Linked DNA regions of Mus musculus: all the other regions are linked to region 3. The links are chromatin contacts, called in public HiChIP or PLAC-seq and Micro-C maps. All regions are on one chromosome and are shown on one strand. The core of a region is the stretch at or near the end of the contact, and the rest is flanking DNA. Distances in the headings are between cores, read along the strand shown. Region 1 holds the start of Gpc1 (glypican 1). Region 2 holds the start of Ankmy1 (ankyrin repeat and MYND domain containing 1). Region 3 holds the start of Twist2 (twist basic helix-loop-helix transcription factor 2).

Region 1 (4,899 bases), core at 1,317-3,816, 1.0 Mb before region 3:
GACTGCGCCATTAGGGGCCACCAGAGGGCGCCTGGTCCTCAGAGTCCAGGTCTGGTGGCACAGAACCAGACAGGACCCTGAGCTTGGCTGCCCTTTGGGCTACTGCTATCTTAGGAGGTCACCCTGTTTCTCACTCCACATGCTAATACTCTCTTTAGTGCCCTGGGGCTTGGAGGTATTCTCCCACTCTGAGGGCTGTGAGGTGCAGCCCATGGGGTTCCAGAAAAGTGTGGCACCAGTTCTGAGGTGCACCAATAGGGATGATGGGAAAACATAGGCCCCAGCCTTGCATGTCAATAAATAGGGTGTCTCTGAACAAACACTGGGCCCCAACCAGTATGACTGCTGTAATTCTGCAGGGTGCCTACACACCCCAGCTGGATGGGCATCTACGGCTGTCCTCACAGACATCAAAGCCTTTTGCTTGTCTTGTTCCTAATCCCCCACATTCCCCAACTGCAGGGTAGTAAGAACCAGGCTCTCTGGAAGGACCACACCTCTGCTTCTTTATTTTGCCCTCTCACTGCCCTTGTCACTGCCTACATTGCCAGTCCCTGCCTACTCGGGCACAGTAGCTGTGGGTGGGTACAAGCTCAAGAAGGTCTCCAAGAAGGCATTAAGATGGGTGGCATATCCATGCCAAGGTAAGATGTAGGCTGGAAGGCCTCAGGCTGGTATGTGTGCGGAGCAGGGTACGTCTGGCAGGGATAAGAGATACACAAGGATGTCAGGGTATATGTTCCTATTTCTGTGTGTTTGGAGGTGGGTAGAGTGAGCAGGGTACCAACCAAACTATACCTGCTGCTGCCAGGCACCGGGTGACAGTGCCCAGAGAACTGTAGGAGGTGGCTTTGGCAATGGCAGGGCTGTATGTAGAGAGAGGCATAGAAAGGCCTGTTCTGAGGGCATTTGAGAGGGAGATAGTCAAGAGACTCAGGCCACACAATGTGTCTTGTGGGTTCTGTCTCTCCCCAGAAACAGGGTTCTCCATGGCTGGCTATCTACTGCCATTCCCAAGCAAGTTGGGGCCACAGGCCACCCCTCTGGGCAATACTCTTACTTTCCTCATTCAGAGTGCCTACGACACCAGTTGAGTTTGGTCTCTAGTCTGCAAGCCCCCTCAGTTTCAGAAGAATCCCACAGCAGGAATTCCCTGCTCACCAAGGCCCTGGTGTTACACTTATCCAGGAAAGCTCCCCACACATTTAAGAGCAAAGCCTGGGGCTTGGGAGGTCCTTGGGACATTGCATAGGCACTCCAAGCTCATAAAGATTCGGTTCCCAGAGCTCCTGAGGCAGCAGGGAAGGGAAGGGAGGGGAAGGGCTGCTCTCAGCAGCTGCAGGGCCGAGGCCGCCGCCAGGAGGGCCGCTCTTCTTACAAAGAGATGACAAGGCCCCTGGGCGGGATCCAAGACGCCGACCACCTGCAGCTGGGCTCGCAGCTCCAGGCGGCCCGGAGCGCCCGGTCAGACCACGAGTGTGCTAGGATAGGGGCGCTGGCGGGCACAAGTTCCTAGGTAGGAATCCCCTCGAGCCCTGGGGTCCCCTGAATCGCGCAGCGGGCTCACATTTCCTTAGAACCCAGGCTTGAAGTGTAGGATCTCCCCCATAAATCCCACCTAGGCGGCTCCTGCTGTGGATCCGCGTAAATTCCTAAGCAGAACCCTTGACGCCTCTGGGAGAGATCCGCATAGAGAAGTTCCTAGCCCACTGCAACCGGGATATGCGACCCAATAGACCGTCCCAGAGCTACCGCTTGCTTCGCCGCAAGGGCGGCAGGCACGCTGTCCCGGAGCTGGGATTGCTGCCCCGCCAGCACAGTGGGCCAAGCCGGGGACCAAAGACGCCCAGCAACAACCCTAACCCAAAGGGAGCGCAGATTGCTATGGGGAAGGGACTCTAGAGCGTAGTGGCTGGGAACTGGGCAGCAACAGAGCGGATCGGAGCTCGGGGGCGAGGGCCGTGGGGTATAGACCAGTTGAGGAGCAGGAGGCCACTCCAAGTCCAGGCGGCGGGTTCTGGCGCCCGGGGCTAGCTGCGGCGCGGGTAGGGGCCCAGATCAGACCTCCCGAGTGCTAGGGTCCGGTGCCCCCGGACGCAGCGCCCTTACTCACCCGAGATCTCTGCCTGAGGCACATCGCTCAGGCTAAAGCCCTTAGCCCCGTAGATCTGGCGGACTTCGCTGCAGCTCCGGCTCTTGCTGGCGGGGTCCCCGCGGGCGCAGACGACCAGCGCGGCGGCCGCGCACAGCAGCCACCAGCCTCGGGTCCGGAGTTCCATGGCGGGGCCCGAGGCTCCCTGGCCGCCGGTGCGCGCCTCCCTCGGTCCCGGCCGGCCCGCTCAGCCCAGTGTGCGCGAAGGGCAGAGCCAAGGTCCCAGCGCGCGACGCTCGTGGTCCAGAGGCGGTGGCAGTCGAGGAGGCGGAGACAACAAAAGCCGGCTGCGGCTGCGGCGCGGGGAGCTAGGCGCGAGGCGCGAGGTCCGGCCGCTCAGTCGGGCCGCCTAGAGCGCGGCGGGCGAACGCGCAGCCCCGGCTCGGCGCCTCCCCCGCCGCCCGCCCGGCCCCACGGCGGCCGCGGAGAGGGGCAGGGAGGGGCGGGGAGCGCGGGCGGGAAGAGGGGAGCGCCCGGGCGGGGCGGGGCGGGGCGAGGCGGGGCACGATCGGGGCGCACCGGGCGCCCCTTCGCTCTCCGGAGGGAGAGGAGGGAATGTTCTCTCAGCCCAGGCGATGTGCTCCGTTGCCTGGGTGAGATGGGAGGCGGCGGGGAGAGCCTGGAGTGCAAAGGCCGAGTCCGGGGTCCCCTAAGGTGTCCCCCCCAGCCCAGCACCCAGGGCGGCGGCACCACCTGTGGGGGCGGGGGCAGGGCGGGGGGGGGGGGCAGCTGAGGCAGGGCTTCCCTCGCCGGACGTGACATCACGTCCTCCGCTGGCCAATCAGGAGCTTCCCCGCCCCCAGCCGAATTCGGCATCTCTTTGCTCCTTTCCATCCTTCACCTTACCGGCTTGCTCTCTTAGCGCTTCTACTACTCAGTCCTGGTCCGGTCACTTCCCTACTCACCTGCTGCCCCCCACCCCCCAGCAACAACTCCTACATCCATACGCCCTTTCTAGCCGCCCCTGAGCGGCTCCAGTTCTCGTCTGACGTGTTTTGGAGGAGGATGAGGGGGCTGAAAACTGGCCAAAAAAAAAAAAAAAAAAACTAGCCTTCATCAGCTCAGATGACTTCAGTTGATGCAGATTGCCAGCGACTGTTACGGTCCCTCTTCGTGACTATTTAGGTGCTAGAGCAATGGGGCAGAGGCAGGTCTGTAGGCTTGGGTGCAGCGTGGTAGGTGACCTCTGGCAAAAGGAATAGAGCGAGGAGTTAATGTTGGGCAGCTCAACTCCAGGCCAGGTGTGGCAGACCACCAACTGTCACGCAGCTGCAGGGATGATTGTGGGGAGAAGGGACCCTACCTGGGACCTACCTGGGAGCTGGTGATGGTGCTGGGTCTGGAGTTTCTTGCTTAGCTGCTGCCGGGCAGCACTATCCCTCCTGCTGTTCCCTTTATCCTATGAAGAGGCCATCATAGCTGAGGTTAGACTGAATCTAGATACCTAATCTGGGAATGGGAAGAAAGCGAGATGTGGTTTATGGTTGAGAGTCATAGATTACCACTATGTGTCAATAGAGTGCAGCGCTCTTGGATTCAGCTGAATCAGGGCTTTGCAGGTTTGTGGCAAAACCCCCAATCACCCATGCCTCAGGATGTCCTCCCGTCAGGGGTTCTGTCCACCTTAGGGGGTGGGTTTCCTGTCCTAACTCCTAGGAAAGTGATCCAATTAATCTCTGCAGTCATTGCTTGAGAGTAACAATGGAAAACCAATCTATCGGAGCAGATATCCTCACATCCCTCTACTGTAACACTGCTCCTGACTCACGGACCCCTGTCCACTGCATGTCCTGGCCAGGACAGCTTGGATCCCTGTCACTTTTAATAGAGGACTTGCAATGGCCAGGGCTCCTACTTGCTTTCTGTGCTCCCCATGTGTTCTGGCCTCTCAACATGCCATCACCACTGAATGCCTCTTTGTAAGTTGACCAGCCTAGATAGTTCCTTGGGGTAGGCTCAGTGTCTGAGCCATTTCTGGACCCCAAAATGGCAGGTCTTTAGGCTATGGCCTTTGCTATGATGCTGTATAGGTTGGCTGTCTTTTCTAGGGAAATCTTTATCACTGTACCTGCAAAAGAACAGCATAGCACTTTCCCACAGGTCATACTACTGGCAGCCAAGATAGTGCTCCAAAGTGGTGCTCCTCTCCATACTGGAGTCTCCATAATCTTGAGGAACCATGTATGCGAGCAGCCCAGGGGCTGACTAAGGAAGCCTGAGGGGAGCATGTAAGGACTGGCAGGTCCCCAGCAGCCTCCCCTCCCTTCTGGGGTCTCAAACCTGGGATGGAAGCGGCCTTAGTGCTCCCAAGAAGGGGCCCTTAGATGTGTTTGTCATGCCAAGGCCAAGTTTCTCTTCTCACTTTTACTGATCAGGACACTTTACGAAAAGTAGCAGAAAGCTGTCAGAGAGTGTACCTAGTTAGGTGACACCTGAGCTAACTTACCTGCCTCAACCTTGACTGAAAGGAAATAAACCTGAGATTCAGTGGTGAGTGTCTACCTTTCACCAGCTGCATGAGCAGCCCGGGTCACAGCATAGCATCCACATCTCCTCTGGAGGTGGGAGGAAGTGCATTTGGGATATATCAAATATGCAGGAGATAAGCTGCCCCCCCCCATCACCACCATGCTGAGTGTTGTCTTTTGAGTCCACAGAGGTCCCTCTGTCTCAGCTCATAGTCAAGGGGCAGGGAGGGACCTAGGCAACCAGTCCTCTCAGTCCTGAGTAGGCAGGACCTGTCAGCC
Region 2 (4,968 bases), core at 686-3,185, 1.1 Mb before region 3:
GTCCTTCATAGCACTCAGTAGTCCTGAGTACGGATGCAGCATATGGGAAGTGCCCACAGGTGCTGTTTCTCAGGCCTGCTGACTTGACAGATTGAATCAGACATCAGAAAGCCCGCCTGTTCCTTACTCTTCTACAGCTCCATATGTGCTGACATTTTCAGGCATCATTTAGTCTTAAGGTATTTAAAACCAAAGGGCCAGAACAGGAGTTAACACACACACACACTTTAAACAATGGAATTTTTCACTTAGCACATGCCACATATATTTGTGTACTTTTTCAGACGACAGTTTTGGGCTTGGGCCAATTGATGGGTACACGCCATCAGTGGCACCCTGTATTTTTTGTCCTCCAGTTTTGTGAAACCATAAAACCACCTTGCAGTTGAGGCAGAGTCCTTTTGGAATTCCTCTTTTCTCACTGTATTGGCTAGTTTTGTGTCAACTTGACACAAGCTGGAGTTATCACAGAGAAAGGAGCTTCAGTTGGGGAGATGCCTCCACGAGATCCAGCTGTAAGGCATTTTCTCAATTAGTGATCAAGGGGGAAGGTCTCCTTGTGGGTGGGACCATCTCTGGGCTGGTAGTCTTTGGTTCTATAAGAGAGCAGGCTGAGCAAGCCAGGGGAAGCAAGCCAGTAAGGAACATCCCTCCATGGCCTCTGCATCAGCTCCTGCTTCCTGACCTGCTTGAGTTCCAGTCCTGACTTCCTTTAGTGATCAACAGCAATGTGGAAGTGTAAGCTGAATAAACCCTTTCCTCCCCAACTTGCTTCTTGGTCATGTTGTTTGTGCAGGAATTGAAACCCTGACTAAGACACTCACCATTGCTTCCAAATGTCAGAATCGGGTCCAATTTGTGACTTCCAGTGATCTTTGTTAACTTTTCAGTCTTTAACAGTTTTAGTAGAAAAGCCTCGTTCCCAGCCAGTGATTCACTGACTTCTATAGCAACAGCAGTGACTCAGTGAACCCCTTCATGTTTGCAGACACCCGTTTTGGCAAGGAAAGTTGCTAATTTGCTGAAAGCAAGTTGGCCTGAGATCAGTCTCCAGTCATCAATCCCTGGAATCTGCCAAGTTTACCAATCCACCAAAATTTCAAAAGCTAGTGTTCCTAGGTTTTCTTAACGAATGTTAACATATTATGAAAACATTCCTTTTGGGGAAGGATGGGACATTGGGATGATGCAAGGTCTCACTCTGGTCCAGGCTGACCTCTAACTTGGAGTGATTTTCCTGCCTCAGCTTCCTAAGTGCAGGGATGGGTTCCCCACTGTGCCTGGGAAATGTGTATGACAAGCCGTGGAAATATAGCTTCTTGATCTTTGTCTGCTAAGTGCCCGTGTATGCATTTATAAATATAAATCCATTTTTGGCACATCATATCTTTTGGCCCAATCTCACTATCTGTATCTCCTCCTAAGGCCCATGGGGCCTCAGCACACTGGTATCCAGCCATTCACTGTGCCTCTGGACTTATACTCCTGTGCATCCTGTTTGCAACCCTGTCCTGGAAGACCCTCTCCTTGAGGTTCCCCCTCTGCCAAGACCAGGCTGCACCCACTGGTAAAGCTGAACTTGGCAATTAGACGGCCTTAACGAAGCCTTGGCTCCAGGGTCTTCCACAGCTTTCTCTCATGAGTGCTGGTAGCTTCTGGTCCAGAGGCTAATTCAACGTGGGTCCGACACGCTAAGCCAGCATCCACAGAAGGACTTGAGCTTTAGCGGTGGCAGAGCCTGCTTTCCCAGCTCAGGGATTGGTGGTGTCTGAGACAGGCCCGTGGCAATCGCAGCTCAGCTATCTAATTGCAGATTTGTCCAGGGGCGGGTCTGAATGGGGGTGGGGGGAGTGAAGGGAGGAGTCAGCACAACTTGGCTAGGATTGGCTGTAACTGGGCGTGGCCGTCTCCACGGCAACGTGACGCACTTCTGTACTGGATTTACTCCATTACTCTGAGACACTTGGTGTGATTTAGACCAAGGTTTCGGTCTGCTGAAGGTGACCCTGAGGTCAGTGGCCGAGGCTAGATCCCACATGGTTTTGACGACCCTTACAGTGGCGACCACTCCTGGGAAGGCCAGGGAACGCCCGCCCCCCTTTCCCCGAACTCCCATAGGCTAGTAAGCCCTCAGGAGCTAGAGGGGGCTACTAGAATAATCAGAAAAGCTGCGGGCAGTTCCCCCAGATGCCACTGTCCACGGTTCTGAGGGCGAATTGTGACCACAGATTTATTTCTAGGTTTGAAGAGGAGAGATATGGAAGAAATTCGTTCCGTTGTTACCACGGACTCTCAAGGCTCGAAAACTTTAAGCTCCAGAGGTCTGGAGGGGCAAAATGGTCGGTCTCTTGACACTGAGAGCCAGGATTCCGTGAAGAGCTACACCTTCTTCAGAAGGTGCAGGGGGACTTGCGGGCAGGAAGGTGTAATCAGTACCACGGGGCCAAGCATCCGCTGGAATTTAATATTAGGGCAGACCTTAAAAATTCCCTAAAAAGGGAACCTTGTATGGTGGTATCCTACTTTAATGACGGCATTGGGGAGACAGAGGCAGATCTCTATCAGTTCAAGGCCAGCCTGGCCTACATAGGGCAATCTAGACCATCTAGGGCTGTATAGTGAGACCCTGCGTGCAATATTACTATTATTACTGCTACTGCTGCTGCAGCTACTGCTATGACTACTACATTGCTCAAAGTTCATGTTGACTAGAGCTCTGCTTTTTTTTTCTCTCTCTCTCTATACCTTTTCTCTGCCAACTGGAGCTCACATTCACAAGGTTCTAGGAAGCAAGGCTTCATGAGCTCAAACACACTGATACCTGGACCTTGGGCTTCCGGCTCCTAGAACCAGGTGGTTTGTGGTAGCTGCCTAGCAGACTCACACAGTCTCTCTCACAGATGAGGGAACTAAATCACAAAGGGAGCCAGGAATCCAGTTAGGATGAGCAATTGGAAGTGGCAGAGCCAGGTGACTGGGCCCTTCCTTCTGTGCCAGCTGCTCATCTCTAAAGCCTCTACACTGGCCTTTCCAGCTCTCTTGGTTATAGTTCGATTTTCTTGATTGAATTCACATTTTTCCCCCCAGGAAAAACATTCCCTTTCTTTCCTCTTATTGATAGCCCTTTCCAAGAAGTAGCCAAGTGGTCTTGTGCCATGTTGGGAGGCAGGAACTTCAGGCCAGGTCTCACTTTGTTAATATCTCTGTTTAAAAAAAAAAAGTGCCAAGGTTAAATGGTGCAATACAGACCCCACCCTCAAACAGTGCTGGAGGCAGAAACCCAAGAGCAAAGGGCCTCTGGCTTGATGTTCTTTCAGAGATCTCTCCCTGACTTGTATTGACCTCCCTCTGTCTGTGCGTTTCATCTCCCATTTGTGTGTCCCTATGCCCAAAAGAAGGTGCCCTTCTCATGAGAACTAGTCACCCTGGCCTAGGGCCCAACCTAATCACCTCAGATACGAAGGACATTTCTGAGCTACTAGCTTTTAGGATTGCAGCATTAGGATTCCAACTCAGGGCTGGGGATGTGGCTCAGTTGTAGTGTTTTTCTAGCATGCCCAAAGCCCTGGGATCAACCCCTCCAGGCCAGCACAAGCCTGTCATAGCAATGAGAGGCTGCAGTTCCACATCTGGGAGGCAGAGGCAGGAGGGTTGATGTTCAAGATTACCCTAGGCTTCATATTACGTCTGAGACCAGCTGGGGCCACAGGAAGACCTGTTGGACAGGGGAAAAGAGAAGAATTTACAACAGCCTACAACAGTGCCTTCCACCTTATCATGATAGTTTGAATACCTGTCCTTCCTGGCTTCTTTCTGTATAATGATATAAAGATGGTGTAGGATACCAAATATTTCATCTCCTCACAGTGGGAGCCTTTCTCTATTGGGTAGATGCTGAGTTTAGGTTCAATGCACCTTTACAGGCTCTCGAGATCTCACTGGTGTGCTGGGTCAGGGGTTTGTTAGTCAGGCTTTTTTTTTTTTTTTAACAGAACAGAATTCACAGAGTATATATGTTATATTCTGTCATATATAATTTATAACACATATATAATATGTTATATATACATATATACACATCTTCATATACAAATTTGATATATGTGATATATTAAAGTGACCTACAGGCTGTGGTCTGAGTAGTCCAACAATTGCTGTCTCCTGAAAGAAAAACCGAGCAAGAATCTGGTAGTTGTTGAGACCACAGGTCGGATGTTTCAGCTGACCTTTCGTCTTTGTTGTAATACCAAATAAGTAGGTTCTAACAACAGTGAAGGCCTGCCTCAGCAGCAGGAGAGATGAACTTGCCCACAAGAGTGAGGACAAGCAGGCAAAAGCCAAAGCTTCCTGCTCCCACATCCTCTTTCATAGGCTGCAGCCAGATGGTGCAGCCTGGCTTTATCGAGACTCTTCTCTCCCCAGACGATCCAATCTAGAAAAATCTTTCACAGGTGTGCCCAACTGCTTGGGTTTTAGTTGGCCCCAGCTGTAGCTAGGTTGACAACCAAGGCTAATCCTCACAGGGTCTGAGGGATGCCACGTTGTGTGCTGCCAGCCTAGCCGCCAGGCAGACTTTGGAATGGGTTGGTCTCCAGAGCCAAGGTAACAGTACATAGCACCCGGGGAGAGCTGAGAGGAGGCTGGCAGGGGAGTGGGTTTAGGCTGAGATCAACACAAGGTCGACAGTGAGGCAAACCTGTCTCGGGCACACCTTTCCCTAGTGCCATACACACATTCTGCAGCTGTCCATCTGTCTGTCAGTTTGCTACCCCTCCAGGTGTTCTCAGATCTTTCCTGGATCTACCTGTGTATTCGAGTGTCTGTTTCTTGCCCAGCCTGAGGCTGGTCCTGTCAGCTCAAAAGGGAGGACTGTACTGTGGGCACATCCGTCTGGAAATAGCTAGAGGGGCTGGCAGGTCCTATCTCAGGGGTGGGCGCATTTACTGTTGTCAGTTTGTGCCCTTTCTT
Region 3 (4,617 bases), core at 881-3,380:
GAGAAATACGTGATTGAGACAATTCCCATCTGTTTTTGACAAACACAGGGGAAGATTCCCACAAGTGACTCTGTTAAAAGCTCTTCTTAAAAACTATAAAATAGTCGTATCCCAGAGGTTATTTCATGAAAACATTTTTTTGATGATAGAAATAAAGGATTTTAAAAAAAAGAAAGAAAGAGGGTAAGAAAGGAAAGGAAGAAAGAAAACAAACCCACTGTATGAGACCAACATTTTGTGGCCACAGCAGCAACTTTCAAGATATTATAAAATTATAAAAGTGTAAATAGATGTTTGGGACAATGGATAATCATGTTAATCTTGATTAATCCAAATTCTTTCTGTGTTAAGCGGAGACTTTCATTTAAAAAAAAACACACAAGATGCATGAAAAACGAAGGAAAATTAAGTGGGAAGAATTTTCTATACCACGCTCCCCTCGAAGATCTAAGCAAGGCCTCAGGGAAGCAGAGCCTGCAGGATACTGCCCCTGGGGCTGCCTGGGGATTTGGGATGTGTCTGCTAAGCAGCGGGTGCAGGACATGATAAACGCTCTCTGAAACACCAATCCGGTGCTCAGCTGTGCTGAGCTGCCTTCTTCCCAGGCAAGGCCCTGCTCACACTGCTTCTTCATCCACACCCACCGCACACTCAGACCTGTTACCCAGCCTGAATCCCTTGCCTCTGTGTCTTTCCAAGTTCAAGGATGGTGGTACTTAAGCACACAACTCTAAATACGATCCACCTGCTTGCAGGCAGCCAGAGACTCCAAGCCGCTACATCCACCCAGGCCTGGGCGCTTGAGGGTTCCATACTTTTGGGGCGACAAGGGTCTACTGCATTCTTGGCGCCCAGAGATTTGCTCCTCTGTGAACCTGGAGCCCCAGCGCTGAACAGAAACCTCTCTGCCGCGCCAGGGGCCAGCATCATCTTACGTACTGAGCCGGCTAGGGCTTGAACGCCCTAGCATCCAAGGCGCGGGCCGGAACTGCGGATCAGAAAGAGCGGATTGTCTGTACCACGCGTGGGCTCCTCAGCTCCATAGAATGAGCGCGAGGCAACAGGTCGGCCACAACCCAGCGGGCATCGCATCTCCTGGCCTCCGCTGGCCTAAGGAAGACGTTTTGACAACCGCTCCCCACAGAGTCACCCACAGATACCCATCCACCAAAAATGAAAAGTGACCATTTGTCCAATAAGTGTATTTGGACCCTGATGGGGAACCACAGGCGGGTGGATTCCGAACGGATACCCTTGGCAAAAGACCTTGGGCGTGCCCCCGGGGTAGGAGAGTTTTCTCAGGTCGCGCCAACCCTTGCAGGGTGAGGAAGCTCACCCCATCCCTGTGCGGTTGCCTGAGGTACCTTCACGAGGAGAGATACACTGGCCCGTCCGCCCACCCACCCGTGCGTCGTGGATGCCCACCACACGCAGCACCTACCCTGGCTTGCGGCTCCGGAGGTGGATGGCACGGCGCGGCGCTAGTGGGAGGCGGACATGGACCACGCGCCCTCCATGCGCCACACGGAGAAGGCGTAGCTGAGACGCTCGTGAGCCACGTAGCTGCAGCTGGTCATCTTATTGTCCATCTCGTCGCTCTGGAGAACCTGGTAGAGGAAGTCTATGTACCTGGCGGCCAGCTTGAGCGTCTGGATCTTGCTGAGCTTGTCAGAGGGGAGCGTGGGGATGATCTTGCGCAGCGCGGCGAAGGCCTCGTTGAGCGACTGGGTGCGCTGGCGCTCGCGCACGTTGGCCAGGATGCGCTGGCTCTGCAGCTCCTCGAAAGACTGCGCGCTCGGGCTGCCCTTCTTGCCGCGCTTACCCGGGGTCGGGCTGCCATCTTCGCTCGATTTCTTGCTGTAGCGCCGCTTCCGGCCGAAGCGCTTGGGCTGCCTCTCCAGCTCTTCCTCACTGGTGCCCAGACTGTCCACGGGGGACACCGGCGAGCTGGAGCCCTCCTCCATGGCGCCCGCCCGGCGCGCGTGGGGCTGGGGGGCGCCGAGCGCACGCCACTGGCCAAGCCCGCGGCCGCCGAGCACAGGCTCCCGGGTCGCTCTCAAAGGCTCTGATTTCGAGGCCGGCTTGTGCAAAACCGAGGTCTCCGGGAGAGGAAGTTATTCTAACTTTTTTGGAAACTCTATCCCGGCTGGGTTGCTAAATAGCTGTCAGGAGCGAGGGCGGCGCGCTGATTGGCCACCGTGGCCAGGGGCAGGACAAATTCTGGGGCCTTCGCCGGCCGCCCCCGCCCCCCCCCCCCCCCCCGGGCGGCACTTTCAGTTTTGTCTCCGCTTTTTTCGGCCCTGACTGTGGCCCGCATCTCGGAGGCCAGATCCGCGCGCTCAGCCTGCGCTCCTACCCCAGGCGCGGGCCGCTAATCAGCGGTGCTGACCTCTAAGTTCAACGGTGCCTGCCTTTGTCTGAGTCTCCTGGAGCAGATTTGGCCCTGCCAGGGTTCAGGGTCTCTGCGAGGGGTGGAGGAGGCAAGTCCAAGCCCAGATGTGCTCCGTGGACCAAGGACGCAGCTGGGAGCCTCTTGGGGCGCGCACTGAGACCTCCGGCGTCTGCAACGCGATCCTGCCCGCAGTGAGTGGAGCTGTGCAGGCAGAGTGCCACGACCCGGGGCAGGGCAGATACTCGCCTGTTGGCAGAGATGTCCACCCCCACGATCTCGCCTCTAGGATCTATAGAGACGCCGCCCGGCTCGGGCCAGTATGCAAGTTGGAGATCCTTTTTCAATCCCGATTTTCTGGGCTACTTCAGCCTGGACACGTTTTCAGAACCTGCCCCCTAAATGCTTTATAGCTTAGGCATCACAGCGAGCCTCTGCGGGAGCGCCCATGTGCCCGCCATGCCTGCCTACCTGACCTTGCCCTGAGTGTTGGATCCCGGTTTGGGGTTCAGCCTCAGCCTCTGTACTGTGCTTCACTTGCAGGCGGGTGGTGGGCCCAGAACACTGAGACTAGGGAGAGGCTGAACCTGTCTGAAGTCCCCTGCCCTGGGCACTGATGGGCAGGGCAGGAGGGCTCAGGATTGCAGAACATTGGGCCAGGCCTTGGTGAACAGACATCACGGATCCCGGCCCTTTGCCATCTGGACTCTGAGCGCCGAGCGCCAGCCAGCGCGTTTGAAGTGCTTGGGGTCTCTTTGTTCGCCAGGCCGCTCTAGCTGGGGCCTGGAGGTGGTTTACAGCTTCCTTGCCTTTGAACCTATTCCCAGGTGACCCGGGCTCAACTAGGCCAGGCTTGAGCATGGCTGTCAGAGAAGCCCTGTGATCAAGGGCTAACTAGGTCTTATTGAAGTTGAACCTGAGGCCAGAGACTGCTACAGCCTCAGCCACTCCTGGGGGCAGTGGGGAGGGCCCCCGATGTGGGGCCCTCGGGTTGAGACCACTGTCTAAGGAGCTGGAAGAGCTGTGTATGCCACTTCTTGCCCCCTCACCAAAGGCCTGGGCTCTCCACCTTTGGGGACATGCAACACGCACCACTGGAACAATGCTCTGTGGAGAGCAGGCCCACTCACAGAGGACTGTCACAGCTCTGTGGCTCCTTAAACATTCTCAGGCTTCAGAAGGGTAGTTAAAGGTCTCCTTCAGCCACAGTGCCCATTGCCAGGCTGACTTGCCTTCTGGGAAGGCCACATTTTATCCAATGTCCCTTTCCTTCATCTTTTAAAAATTCAAAGTTCCTTTAAGGACCAAAAAACCGCATCCAGATCCCAGCTTCCTGCCTGCATGAGACGGCCTTTCCTGGGACTTCCGGGTGGAAGGCATAGGGTGCAGGCATGCTGGGTCACGTTTGGGTGTATCACTCAAACGGGTGAGGCATCTCCTGACCTGGATCCCCTTTAAAGTCCGGCTTAAATAAATAAATCAGGTGATACTGTCCTCCCTCTGTAACCAAAGGGTGTTTTCCCAACAGAAGCCTTCTGGTGCCCAGCCCAGCAGCCACCCCCTCCCCTGTGTCTGTGTTTCTCTTTCTCACTGTCTTCTCCTCTCCCCTCCTCCCTTCCTCCACCAGGCAGAGGTCATAGTTGAGAGGGAAAGGAAAACAGCCCAGCCAAGAAGCCTGGTAGGTCTCAAGCTGCCTGCCCGGGCTCAGTTCAGCCAGAGGATGGGGGTGGGGACATTGCATGGAACATAGAGCTGCCACTCAGAATGGGGGCTCCCCTTTACATAGGACAGTAGTTCTCAGCCTTCCTAATGCTTCGACCCTTTAATACAGATTCTCATGGGTGGTGACTCCCCGAACCAACCATACAACTATTTCATTGTTACTTAGCAACTGTAGTTTTGCTACTGTTATGGATAGTATTATAAATATCTGATATTTATATCAGACATGCATAAATATCCATATTCAGGATAACTGATATGTGGGCTCCCCAAAGGGGTCAAGACCCACAAGTTGAGAACCACCGACCTGGGAGCAAGCATTAAAGATTTCCCCTGGGGCCAGTTGTAAATTCCCAGCCAGCAACTCACTTAGGTTTTTGCTCTTCTTCTATGTTGATCTTTTCTATTTTAAACACTTTTAACAAATCAGAAGTGTAAAGAGCCTGAGGAAAAAACTCTTGCTGGTGGAATTTGGAAACCTCTCTCTTGCCTTAGTTGAAACTTAA

The links. A called contact is a pair of places that touch in the nucleus more often than the background predicts. HiChIP or PLAC-seq counts read pairs in DNA pulled down with a chosen protein or histone mark.
Region 1: a Micro-C map of embryonic stem cells shows a contact between it and region 3, with 2.1 times the contacts expected there. The contact joins the promoter of Gpc1 here to the promoter of Twist2 in region 3. A contact is called at or near these places in 2 of 39 promoter capture datasets (the C10 cell line and hippocampal neurons), 3 of 484 Hi-C or Micro-C datasets (all in embryonic stem cells) and 1 of 115 datasets of contacts at active chromatin or transcription factors (embryonic stem cells).
Region 2: a contact with region 3 is called in a FOXA1 HiChIP or PLAC-seq map of pancreatic cancer cells. The contact joins the promoter of Ankmy1 here to the promoter of Twist2 in region 3. A contact is called at or near these places in 2 of 39 promoter capture datasets (cranial neural crest and embryonic stem cells) and 1 of 115 datasets of contacts at active chromatin or transcription factors (pancreatic cancer cells).

What each region holds. Positions count from the first base shown.
Region 1 is chr1:92,829,312-92,834,210 of GRCm38.p6, reverse strand. It overlaps Gpc1 (glypican 1), which reads right to left and starts at 2,566. Exons shown (of 9, transcript NM_016696.5): 1 at 2,114-2,566. The coding sequence starts at 2,279. Gm29481 (a long non-coding RNA gene) reads left to right here. Exons shown (of 3, transcript XR_003947946.1): 1 at 1-1,516.
Region 2 is chr1:92,899,873-92,904,840 of GRCm38.p6, reverse strand. It overlaps Ankmy1 (ankyrin repeat and MYND domain containing 1), which reads left to right and starts at 1,935. Exons shown (of 18, transcript NM_001347091.1): 1 at 1,935-2,011; 2 at 2,241-2,397. The coding sequence starts at 2,258.
Region 3 is chr1:91,798,974-91,803,590 of GRCm38.p6, reverse strand. It overlaps Twist2 (twist basic helix-loop-helix transcription factor 2), which reads right to left and starts at 2,130. Exons shown (of 2, transcript NM_007855.3): 1 at 1,442-2,130. The coding sequence starts at 1,964. The coding sequence ends at 1,482.